Linked DNA regions of Mus musculus: region 2 is linked to region 1. Evidence: chromatin contacts called from public HiChIP or PLAC-seq data. All regions are on one chromosome and are shown on one strand. The core of a region is the stretch at or near the end of the contact, and the rest is flanking DNA. Distances in the headings are between cores, read along the strand shown.

Region 1 (6,326 bases), core at 1,705-4,204:
TTTGGTTTTTCGAGACAGGGTTTCTCTGTATAGCCCTGACTGTCCTGGAACTCACTCTGTACTGTAGACCAGGCTGGCCTCGAACTCAGAAATCTGCCTGCCTCTGCCTCCCAAGTGCTGGGATTAAAGGCGTGCACCACCACTGCTGGGCTATAATCTCAATGTTTAGACATGGAAGGGTCGCCACAAGTTCAATACCACCCTGATCTACATAGTGAGTACCAGGTCAGCCAAGGCCAAATGATGCAACCCTGTTTAAATAATAATGATACATGGACAAATAAACAAATGACATCCCTAAATGCCAACAACTAGATAGATAATAGCAGAAGTTTATTTCTCATGTTTGGAAGGGACTCTACTTGGTTTCAGGCTCCTAACTTCTTGTATCACTAGATGGCAAAAAGTACACAAGAAAGCTTTCTGGGGTGCCTTTTATTAAGGGCGCTAATCCAATTCATAAGCCTCTAGTTCTTATAATCTAATTGCCTAACGAAAGCATCACTTCTTAATGTCCCCTGGGGCTGGGATAACAGCATGTGGATGATGAAAGACGCAGTCACAGTTTCTGACAGGAGTCAACAACACTACACTGAAGGCTCAAGGATAAAATGACGGACAGAAAAACACTCTGCTGGTAACCTGCTAACTTAGTCTAAAGATTTAATGCACTTCCAATAGTTGGCTTTGTGGCCAATAAAAAACAAGTCCTAAAGCTTATGCATGCAGAGGTACAAAACACAAAACAACTGACAGAGTATTGATTGAGAGTATGTTTGCGGACTGATGTTATCCAACTTCAAGATTATTATTAAGCTACATCAATAAAAATACATCGATGGGGCCAGTGAGAAAGTTTAGGAATAAACATGCTTGCTACGAAGTGTAACAACTTGGTCTGAGGAATGTAATTAGCCTCTCCCTTCTGGAGGGGAGGGTTGCCTAAGTGCAACCTTCTCTGGACCTTTCTCTTCTAGGAGGGGAGGGGTCTGGTGGAATTTTCCAAAGGTTCTGAACTGACCTTGTTAATAAAGTCAAGATAACAAACACAAGTCAGCAATGGTGACAATACCTAACAGAGACAGCCAGCCCTCAGCCTCGGCTCAGGTCAACAAAAAAGACCAGGGCCAACAATAATGTCAAGAAAAAGTTCTCAACTGTACAGATTAACAAAGCAAAAGACCAACAAACATTATACAACTTACCCTACCAACAAGCCTAACTCAGTCTCCTCCATTGCCGGTAGAGTTCTATTTATAATCCCTCCAAACATCACATGTTCTTCTCCACAGGTCTTGACTCAACACATGTCTTGCCTCAACACATATGTCTGTCTCAGCTAACATCACTCTGTCAGTCAATTCAATTCCATCAAAGTGACAAAAAGCCACAAACACACCACCAAATTTTTTGACACGTTTATCTCTATAGAGCCCTGACTTATAAAACCCAACTATACAATATAAGACAGACCAATACATATATGTCATTAACAAAAAAATCCTTCATCACGTGTCCTTTCACATGTTTACTTTAACAAAACATCTGTTCACCTATGTCTATTTCACTAAAACATTCCTTCACAAGTCAATCTTAACACAACTGACTTTCTAAAAAAAAGAAAGAAAGGAAGGAAGAAAGAAGAACCCTAAATTTCTACTTCAGAAAAGAAAATATACATTCACACAAAAACCTGCCCACAAACATTTACAACAGCTTTGTAGGCAATTACAAAAACTTATTCTTGTTTTGTTTTGAGACAGAGTCTCTTTATGTAGTCCTAGCTGTCCATAGCTGAAACTTGCTATGTAGACCAGACGTCTCCAACTCACAAAGATCCTACTGCCTCTGCCTTCCAGAGTGCTGGGATTAAAGACATGCACACACCACACTGGGCAATTTCCAAAATGAATAAAAACCCAAAGTTGCCTTCAATAGATAAACCATAGAATATCCAGATAGAAGATTGTTCAAGACTAAAAAAAAAAAAAGAAGATGCAGGGGCTCAGCAGGTAAAACTGCCCATAGTACAAACCTTATAACTGTTTTCATCCCTGGAACCCTGATTTAAAAAAAAAAAAAAAAAGCTGGGTTGGAGAGATGGCTCAGCAGTTAAGAGCACTGACTGCTCTTCCAGAGGTCCTGAGTTTAATTCCCAGAACCCACATGGTGGCTCACAGCCATCTGTAATGGGATCAGATGCCCTCTTCTGGTGTGTCTGAAGACAGTGACAGTGTACTCACATTAAATAAATAAATAAGCAAACAAACAAATAAATAAATAAATATTTTTTTAAAAGTTGCATTCTGTGGCTCTGCTGGTAAAGTGTTTGCCACACAAGGATGAAGACATAGCTCAGAATCCCCAGGAGCCCTGTAAAGCTGGGTGTGATTTAGGGCACTCATCTACAACCCCAGAGCTCTTACAGTGAAATGGGACAGGGAGACAGAATTCCTGGTAGCCTGTGGTCCAGCTAGCCTGCCTTATCCAGCAGAAAGTGAACAAAAGCCTAGCTAGTCTCAAGCAAGGTGGACGGTGGAAGGTGGAAGACGGAAGGGCGGACAGCCAAGAGGTTGTCCCCTGACCTACACACATGCATGTGCTTTCCCCATACTCACATGTGTGCACATAGAAGTAGGGATTTTTAAAAGATGTACCCACTGGAATAAGCCATTCTAAAGGCTACTTGCTATATGGTTCTGGAAAGGCAAAAGCATGGCGACTGTAAGAATCTGGCTTCCAGGAATTCAAGAGGAAACCCAGATTAATAAACAGCACGAAGGATGCCTAGGACATGAAAGCGCTTTGCTATCATGAAGGAATTGTGTCAGTTAATCCTGAGTGTCCACTTGATGCATCTGAAAACCAAGGAGAGACAAGCCTTTGGGTGGGGTGTGAAGACACTCCCGGGAAGGATCAACAGAGGCAAGGAGACACTCCCATAGAATGGGCGGCACTTTCAGAGGGTGTCAGGTGGCACACATATAAAGAAGTCCCAGGAAAGTGTAGCACTGTTGCTCGCTGGCCTGGTTCTGCCTCTTGATGGTGAGTCCATCCGTTCTTCCTGAAGCTCTGCTGCCATGCTCTGCCAACATCATACTCCAGCGTTTGCCTGTGTTGTGCCCCTTTTGAGAGCCCCCAAAGACCACCACAGAGCCAATTCCAATGCGATCGCACAAGGGTCTTTCCTCAAGCTCGAGTTCAGGCCATACCCTCGTCACTGACGCATCAGGATGGGAGGGTGAAACCCTAAGCCCAGTTTCAAGCAAGCAGTTATAGAGTCAAGCAAACAAGCAAGGGTATCCAGCTTGGCACACATTTGATTGGGGGGACTATCATGGAATGTGCTGCCCTTTAATATGACTGGTTGGTGCTGGAGCAAAAACCTTAACCATCACAGGCAAATATCCTTAGGTACAACTGTAACTTCTGCTTTCCTCCTGGTTAGTGCTTGTTAGTGAGTAACCTGGAGACGAGTGTTAGGTGTAGGCCTGGTGATTCAACCTTAGGTCAGCTTCTCTAAGATGGAGCCTGAGCCCAAGATGGAGTTGGTCTAGTCTCTCACCTTCAGAGATGGAAGGAAGAATAATGGCTCTCCAGCATCTTCCAGGCCCTCAGTGTCAGCTTGGGGCTGCTGAGGCATCTAAACTGTGTGGTCAGTGGGTTCTCGGCTTCTCCAATGCACAGGACGCCATTGTTATACGGAGTATCTGTTCTATGAGCTATTCTAGTAAATCTCCTTTTATGATAGCTGTACATCTGCCATTCTATTATATAGCCATAATACCTAGACATCTATTTAGCATTCTGCCAGTTCTATTCCTCTAGGGAACCCTGCCCAAGAAAGATATACAACTGCCATTGTGCTTCTCTCTAGGCCCAGATAGCCGGCTACAGGAAGACGGAAGCCCAGTGAGCTCTGCTTTTCAGTTGTAGATAGCAGCATAGACTCATCGGGTGTGTCTCTCTTGTGTCTGACTTTAAAAGTGGTGAGGACTGAGCTTTTATGAGGTGGGGCCTGTACTGGTGACCAGCATCCTTAGCTTCATTTTGTTGTGAACCTAAAACTGTTCTTAAAAATAGATAAACAAACAAACAAATAAATAAATAAATAAACACTGCTTAGAAATCAAGGGATAGACGGACATAAGACTCCACTCCGGGGAGCCTTAGCTTACCGGGGACCCTCTGAGTGAACCACGTGGAGCTGGGATCGATGCAAAAAGCAAGAGGAACTTATTGTTCCAGTGCATTGGGGTTGTCCCAGACCCAAAGGAGAGGTGGCAACCCCCAGCACCCATTCCACGAGTTTTTATATGGTTTCCAGGGGCAGAACAGAGCATCAGCAACTAGGCACAATATGATTGACAGAACAGTGCACCTTTAAACTGATCAGTCTCTAGGGAATGAGGTGACAAGGACTTCCTTTCTTCCTTTGTCTGAAGGTGGGCAGCAGTCAGTCCTGCGGAATGTGTCCCCACCCGCAGGTCGGTTCCCACCCTGTGGTCGGAGAAATGTTAATTAGCCTCTCCCTTCCGGAGGTGCAAGGGTTTCATGAGCTGACCTTTTCATAGACAGGCATGGTGGTACATACTTATAATCCCAATGTCTTAGTAGGCAGAGGCAGGTAGGGTTTTTTTTTTTTCCTTTTTTCTTTTTTTAATGATTACAGGGTTAGTGTGGTCTACATAGGAAGTTCCAGGCCAGCCAGGGCTATTCTGGCAAAAAAAAAAAAAAAAAAAAAGGAAAGGAAAAGAAAAGATAAAAAAAAGCTCAAGAATTTGTGTGTGTGTGTGTGTGTGTGTGTGTGTGTGTGTGTGTGTGTGTGTATGTATGCCTCTTATAAGTCAAAAATACCTCTCAACAATTAAGAGCACATACTAGCCTTGCAGAGAACCCTGATTCAATCCCTAGAACCCACAGTGGATGGGTGGCTCCCTCCACCTGTAACTGCAGCCCCAGGGGATGTCTCTGAAAAGTCATCAGCACTCAGGTGCACACAACAACACAGAGGCACATGCACACAACTAAAACTAAGAAAACAATGCTTAAGAAATATTCTGAGTCATTAGGGAAACACTAATTAAAGCCACAGTGAAGTTCCACTTCACACCTACTAAAATGGTTAAAACGGAAAATAATAACAACAAATGCTTATGAGGGTGTGGTGCAAGTGGAATCCTTACAAGCTGTTGGTATTATCTAAAGTGATGAAACCACATTATAAATCCACCCCATGGCCAGCAGTTTTCTTCCTAACCATTTTCCCAGCCTAGCAAGATGGCTCAGTGGGTAAAAGCACTTGCCACCAAGCCTTGGGACCCAAGTCTGCTGAGCCATGACATACTGCACTCACACACAGCACATTATATACACACGATAACACATTATATGCGCACAATAATAGCAAGCAATGTTTTTTTAATTAACTAAAGTATTTACCCAAAGAAATGAAGATACATAGCCACAAAAAGACTTGAGAAGAGATGTCAATGGCAACTTTATTTCTGATCATCAAAGCTAGAAACAGCAATTGGAACCCTAGTTGCAAGCCAGCCTACAGCCCTATTGTAGTGTATGCAATACAGCTATACTTCTTAAAAACAAATACATGGGGCTGCCAAGATGACTCAGTGGGTAAGAGCACTGACTACTCTTCCGAAGGTCCTGAGTTCAAATTCCACCTACCACATGGTGGCTCACAACCACCCATAATGAGATCTGATGCCCTCTTCTGGCATGTATGAAGACAGCTAAGGTGTACTTATGTATAGTAATAAATAAATCTTTGGGCTGGAGCGAGAGCAGGGACTGAGCGAGCAGAGTTGACCAGAGGGAGCAGAGGTCCTAAAAATTCAATTCCCAACAACCACATGAAGGCTCACAACCATCTGTACAGCTACAGTGTACTCATATACATATTAATTAATTAATTAATTAATCTTTAAATAAATAAATAAGTATTAACAACTAGAGGCAAATTCAAATATCCATCAATGGGATTATGCATTAAAAGTAGCTGTGATATATTTATACAAAGAAATATTGCACAGTAAAAAAAATGTAATTAATTACATAGTGCAATCCCATGAATCTCATACTGGTTGCAACCAAAAGATAAACTGAGAATACATATTGTTCAAGGCCATTTCTGTGGCTTTCTAGATAATTTATTCTGTGGTGGCTGAAATCTGAGAGTGCCTCTGAAGGAAGGGATCAGAGGACAGTGTACAGGAGCCGTGGGACAACAGATACCGAAGAGAAGTAATTTAAAGTAGGAAAGAATTATGCTGATTTGTATCTTTTAGTACTGGTTGTTTGTCAGA
Region 2 (6,326 bases), core at 1,049-3,548, 73 kb after region 1:
CCTCTGTCTCAGATGGTGCTCACTTCTTTCTCCTTCCTGAGTCTGTTGTTAGTCTAGCACTCCATTCCTGTCCCTCCTGCCTATTTTTCTTCCACAGCACTTATTTTCTGACATCTGTATCTACTGGCTTTGGAGTCTACATTCCACCTGGACTTTTTCAAATACTTTCATATAGATATGTTTTTGTTTTGGTTTGGTTTTTTGGTTTTTCGAGACAGGGTTTCTCTGTATAGCTCTGGCTGTCCTGGAACTCACTTTGTAGACCAGGCTGGCCTCGAACTCAGAAATCTGCCTGCCTCTGCCTCCCAAGTGCTGGGATTAAAGGTGTGCACCACCACCACCTGGCTATAGATATGTTTTATGCACTTTAGTCGTTAGGTATTTATAATTCCCCCTTCCCACCTCTGTTCGTCCGTGAGGTAGCATCTTGTCATATAGTCCTGCCTGCCTAGAACTCACTGTAGAGTACAGACTGGCTTTAAGTGTGTGGTGACCCTCTTGCCCAGTTTCTCGAGTCCTGAGATTACAAGCATAAGCCACCACATTCGGGCACAATTTTAATTTGTTCATTGCTCTTCATATGCTAATTGTAAAACCCTGCCATCAGGACAGTGCATCCTGCTAAGATGTGACTTCCCGACTCTTACCTGAACATTATTCTTTAATTGCTGACATCATAATCTGTTGCCTTAGCTTTGCTTCAGCTTCACATGGTCCAGTGTTGCCATTGAACATTGAATTTGTCTTTTGGTTGTTTTTCCTTCATGTGGGCCTTTCTGTGTTCTAAAATTACAGTAAATATCTAACAAGGTATGTTAACTGTGTATATAGTAATAAAGTTTATTTAGCTTACTTATGTTTAATAGTTTCCCAACCAACTTGCAGAATTTTTTTTCATTTTGTGAAACAGGAACTCATTTCTAAGTAGAGCTTGCTACTCCTGTCTCACTCTTCTCCTGGCTCCTGCTAACTACCTGCCTTCTAATTGACATCTCAGAGAAGTGAGATCTCATAGTGTTTGTCCGTTAGTCTTTTAGTCCTTGTTTGTTCAATAATTACCAAGTGAATACTTTTTGAATTTTATTTTTGAGACAAGTCTCTAACCCTGGCTATTCTGGAATTTGCTCTGTAGATCAGGCTTGCCTTTACCTTGCAGCTGCTTCTGCCTCCCAAGATGAGCCTTCTAGATCTCTGAAGGACATGTGGGAATCAGTGACAATGTATTTCACCAAATTTACTCGTCAAGTTTTCTCTTATACTTTTTTTTTTTTAAAGTTCAGGGCTGGAGAGATGGCTCAGTGGTTAAGAGCATTGGTTGCTCTTCCAGAGGACCTAAGTTCAATTCCCAGCTCACATGGCAGCTCACAACTACGTGTAACTCCATTCTCTGGGAATCCAGCACTCTCTTCTGGTCTCTCAGGCACTATGTACACGTGATGTACTATAGGCACAAATACCTGTGCACATAAAATTAAAATAACAGTTAAAAAACAAACAAAATGGTTTCAAGTTTGACGCCTTAAAGATAATGTAAACTTTATTCCTTTCCCCTTAATTAGATTACAGCGAGGCAAAAAGCAGCAGATAGAAAATGGTAGTGGAGCAGAAGATAATGGTGACAGCTCCCACTGTAGTAACGCATCCACACACAGCAACCAGGAAGCGGGCCCGAGTAACAAACGGACCAAAACCTCTGATGACTCTGGGCTTGAACTTGATAACAACAATGCAGCAGTGGCGATTGATCCAGTCATGGACGGTGCCAGTGAGATTGAGTTAGTCTTCAGGCCCCATCCAACTCTTATGGAAAAGGACGACAGCGCACAGACAAGGTAAGCGTGGGCGCTGCTTCCAGGTCACATGGTTGCACAAGGTTTCAGAGAACGGTCTGTGTATGAAATGAAGTCAGTACTTGCATCCTAGCTTTAGAATTCAGTCTGAATGTACTAACTACTGCCTAGATTACTTGTTTGTTTTCCCTCTCTCCCTCCCTCCCTTCCTCCCTCCTTATATTCTTTCCATGAAAAGTTGCTCTTCACAGGGGAGCAAACCTCACAGGTGATGAAGAAAAACTCTGACTTTCATACTGGCAAGGGTGGACTTCCACACCTGTCTGTCGTGCCTGTCAGGAGTGCAGCTAGACATCAGATATTTGTTGAGTGAGTGATTGAGTAGTCCACCATGCTTACAAACATCCTAAGATTAGTACTTCTCGTGTTAATTCTTCCTTGGGTGAGGGGGCTTTTCAAGACAGGTTTCTTTGTGAGGCTATGGCTGTCCTGCAACTCACTCTATAGATTAGGCTGGCTTTGAACTCTGCCTCTCCAGTACAGGGATTAAAGGCGTGAGCTACCACGCCCGGCTGAAATGTTAATTCTTTTGTTTTGTTTGTTTTGTTTTTTTCGAGACAGGGTTTCTCTGTGTAGCCGTGGCTGTCCTGGAACTCACTCTGTAGACCAGGCTGGCCTCGAACTCAGAAATCTGCCTGCCTCTGCCTCCCGAGTGCTGGGACTAAAGGCGTGTGCCACCACGCCCGGCTGAAATGTTAATTCTTAAGACAAACAATTTGCTCTTATTCTTTTTTTTTTTTTTTTTTTAAAGATTTATTTATTATTTTATGTAAGTACACTGTAGCTGTCTTCAGACACACCAGAAGAGGGAGTCAGATCTTGTTACGGATGGTTGTGAGCCACCATGTGGTTGCTGGGATTTGAACTCTGGACCTTCGGAAGAGCAGTCGGGTGCTCTTACCCACTGAGCCATCTCACCAGCCCCTTTTTTTTTTTTTTTTTTTATTTATTTGCTCTTATTCTTAATACTTCTGTCTTTGCAGTAATTTTTCTAGTAATTAAGGTTGAAAGGTTTGCTAATTTTTGTAAGTACATTGTTTATTGGTTTGATTTTTGTTGCTTTGTACCATGTATTATATATAGAATGTGAGTGTTCATCACCTGCCTTTGCTTATTATAGAGCAGTTAATTTCTATTTATTTTCAATAATTGGAACATACATGTTTTGTATAGTTTTTTTGGCTCCATGATTTAGGAACTTCATATACTCTACAAATGAAATGTTCGATGCATTATTCTTTTAGATACATAAAGACTTCAGGCAATGCCACTGTTGATCACTTATCCAAGTATCTGGCTGTGAGGTTAGCTTTAGAAGAACTTCGAAGCAAAGGAGAATCAAACCAGATGAACCTGGATACAGCCAGTGAGAAGCAGTACACCATTTACATAGCCACAGCCAGTGGCCAGTTCACCGTGAGTATTTGTCAATGCCTGTTGAGCTCCTTGGCTAGTGGTCTGGGTGGGTCTGGTAGGGGGGGAGCCCTGAGGCCCACGAAGCAAAGCCGCAGATTAATGACTCCGTGATGCCCTTTATCTCTCCTGCTGTGCACGGGATCCTGTGGCCTTTTGTTTATTTAGTCTCACTGTTACTGAGCACCATGCATTTTCATAATCTTGCCTCTTTTTGTTTTAGGTTTTAAATGGCTCCTTTTCTTTGGAATTGGTCAGTGAGAAATACTGGAAAGTGAACAAACCCATGGAACTTTATTATGCACCCACCAAGGAGCACAAATGAGCTTTTAAAAGTCAATTCTAAGACTGAACTTTTTATAGTCTATTCCTTTACTATTAAAGATGTACCATTGTTACTTTCATGGACAGACCTGGGATATGTTCAGTTTTCTTTCTGAGCCAGACTTGTTTACACTATTAGATTACCGTCTCCTTAATTTAAAGACAGTACTTTGTGGAAAGGACTCTGTGATTCAGAGCTCCCACTCCCTCCATAGACGCTCTAAGTTGTTGCTTACAGAAAACGGGGTTCCTCTGGGGAGGAGACTTTGAACTAGGAGTTTTTTGTAGTTCTGTATTCTTTATTTTTTCCTTCCATTTTTTGATATTTTCAGACAGTGTCTCATTATTATAAAGCCCTGGCTAGCCTGGAACTTGCTGAGTAGAACAGGCTGGCCTTGACTTTGGAGTAATGCTCCTGCCCAAGTACTGGGATTCTGCCTGGCTTAAGATTCAGTTGGCCATCAGCCATCTTTTCCCCTTTCAAAAGTTTTTTAGCTTAAAGAATGTTAGACAATATGTATTCTGATGTTTTCCCCTTGAAGTCTTGTATATTTATAGTTTTCTATACAAACTGTAATATCTTCATGAAGACCAAGGCTCAAATTACTGTGCTTAAAACAATTCTCATAGGATTATTATTTTCATGGTATTTTCTTACATAATATCTCATTTAAAGGAGGTTCTTTATGAACTTGGTGTCCATTGTCATGCAATGTTTTGTTTTTGTCATGTGTTTCCACTATAAGTTTAGAATTTCAGGTCACGGGGAAAAGTCGAATAAAGTTCTTTGAGAACGTGGTTCATTTACAGGTTTCACTGAAGAAAGAGAAGTTTAAGATGGTGAAAATATGTGTATTCCTCTGTACATTTGAGAGTTTACTGTCCCTTTATTATGTATGTTTGATGCTTTTCTCTATTAAAATACCAGAGATTATGGAGATATTTTGCACTTTAGCCTTGATGAAAAGTACAAGATATGTTCAAAGCTTCCCCTCATTTCTTTTCTTATTAATTCAAGAATAACATGACACAGTTAAAAATAGAAAAGAAAGGTTTTGTTTGAAGAGTTCTTTGCATTCTGAGTTACCATGTGTTTATAAATTTAGTGCTCTGCTAAATTACACTCTGTAGAAACAGGTTAATGGAGTGTGAACATTGCATTGACATAGAATGGGACAGCTCTGTAGAAGGATGTCAGCAGGTTGGGCAGCCATTCAGAAGCCTTAGTTTTGTATTGAGAAAGTGTTGGTAGTCTGGGAACCACAAGACTTTCTGCTGACCAGTCAGACTTAATGTCTTAGATTTCATTTCTGTCCCGATGCTACATATGTCTCTAAGTTTAAATTCTCACAGTATTTACAAAGACATGTTTGCATTGAAAAATTTAACCCAAAGGGGTTTTGATAGAAGGAAGAGACTTCCGGTACCATTGTAACTAAAGTGTCAGTCATTTTAACTATTTATCTGTCAGTTTAGACAGATTGGGGCCAGCTTGATGCTTTAATCTTGAGCCGACTATGAAAACTTAAAGGCTTATTCAATTTTTTACCATTTTACTGAAAATATTTGAAATCTGTTTTTACAGTTTTTTTGGTAATCTGTGCCATAAGATTTGAAAACCACCAAAAATTATACGAACTTTTATATCCAATTCCTTTTCTGGGGTAATGTTAAGTTGTATAGATTATTAATGCATGTTCGCTGAATATAACTCTTGTTTTGTGATGTGATTGCTTAGACTTTATTGGTGACATATTAGATTAGTGGTTGTATTAAATAATTAAATTCTCCTTGTGGTTATTGAAATTTTATCTAAGCAGAAAGTTATTTGTGACTATAAGCTTTGTGCTTAGAGAATGTATGTGTTTTTATCTGTCTATGGGAGCACATAAACTATTTGCATCATTTAGTGAAGTTATTAGATGTGTACTCCTTTGCCAAATAGGTAATTGGTAGAACATTGTGTGTGTGTGTGTGTGTGTGTGTGTGTGTGTGTGTGTGTGTGTGTGTGTACACGCGTTGGGAGTGGAATCCAGCTTGGTACCAAATTCGTGCCAGTAAGTAGTACTGATGGCGCAAAGAGAGAAGAGGGGGCTTCTACAGAAGACTAAGGCTCTATATGATGCAGCAGACAGTCCTTGGGATGGATGCTCAACTTATTCTCCTGCCTCAGTCTCCTGCGTAATGGTATGCTAAGAGCAAACCACAACACTCATTTTAACATGTTCCCCCCATGGAGTGAAATTACATTTATGATACCTAAAGTATTAGGTATTCTATTTAGGAAGATGAAGTTTTATAAGTACTTTTAAAACTTCATCTTCCTAAATAGAAACTGTACATACTAAATACTCAGTCCACATAAGCTCCTCTGCCCACCCATCCCTCAATCACCTGGTCCACTGAGCCGTGCCCCCTCCCTCTCTGTCTCTGTCTCTCTCTTTTAAGACAGGGTCTCTGTGTAGCCCTGGATGTCCTAGAACTCATTATGTAGACCAGGCTGGCTCAAACTCTCAGAGATTCACCTGCCTCTGCCTTCCTAGTGCTGAGATTAAAGGCATATTTCACTATACCTGGCTTCTAGTTTGGGTTTTTATACAGCTCAGGACCATCTCTTAAGGGTTGACATCACCTATAGTGGCTGGACTCTCCATAAGTATTTAATCAAGAAAATGTTCTCCAAACACACCAACAGGCCACTCTGGAGTTGGGTTCTCAGGAGAGGTCTCTTCTTTACTG

The links. HiChIP or PLAC-seq counts read pairs in DNA pulled down with a chosen protein or histone mark.
Region 2: a contact with region 1 is called in an H3K27ac HiChIP or PLAC-seq map of embryonic stem cells, with 6 read pairs. The contact joins two enhancer-like sites. A contact is called at or near these places in 1 of 15 datasets of contacts at CTCF or cohesin (pro-B cells), 11 of 484 Hi-C or Micro-C datasets (the AML12 cell line, the G1E-ER4 cell line, the HL-1 cell line and 8 more), 1 of 115 datasets of contacts at active chromatin or transcription factors (embryonic stem cells) and 2 of 9 other capture datasets (adipose tissue and pancreatic islet).

What each region holds. Positions count from the first base shown.
Region 1 is chr1:151,542,384-151,548,709 of GRCm38.p6, reverse strand. No RefSeq gene overlaps it. Among named protein-coding and RNA genes, the nearest start is that of Niban1, 26 kb to the left of the region's middle. Within about 2 kb of position 2,954, at least 10 of the 459 cell types and tissues checked have an H3K27ac peak or open chromatin away from gene starts, as enhancers often do. A contact at or near this core is called in embryonic stem cells, where this site is marked.
Region 2 is chr1:151,468,578-151,474,903 of GRCm38.p6, reverse strand. Rnf2 (ring finger protein 2) reads left to right here. Exons shown (of 7, transcript NM_011277.3): 5 at 1,560-1,832; 6 at 3,095-3,266; 7 at 3,487-5,506. The coding sequence ends at 3,588. Among named protein-coding and RNA genes, the nearest start is that of Rnf2, 29 kb to the left of the region's middle. Within about 2 kb of position 2,298, at least 7 of the 459 cell types and tissues checked have an H3K27ac peak or open chromatin away from gene starts, as enhancers often do. A contact at or near this core is called in embryonic stem cells, where this site is marked.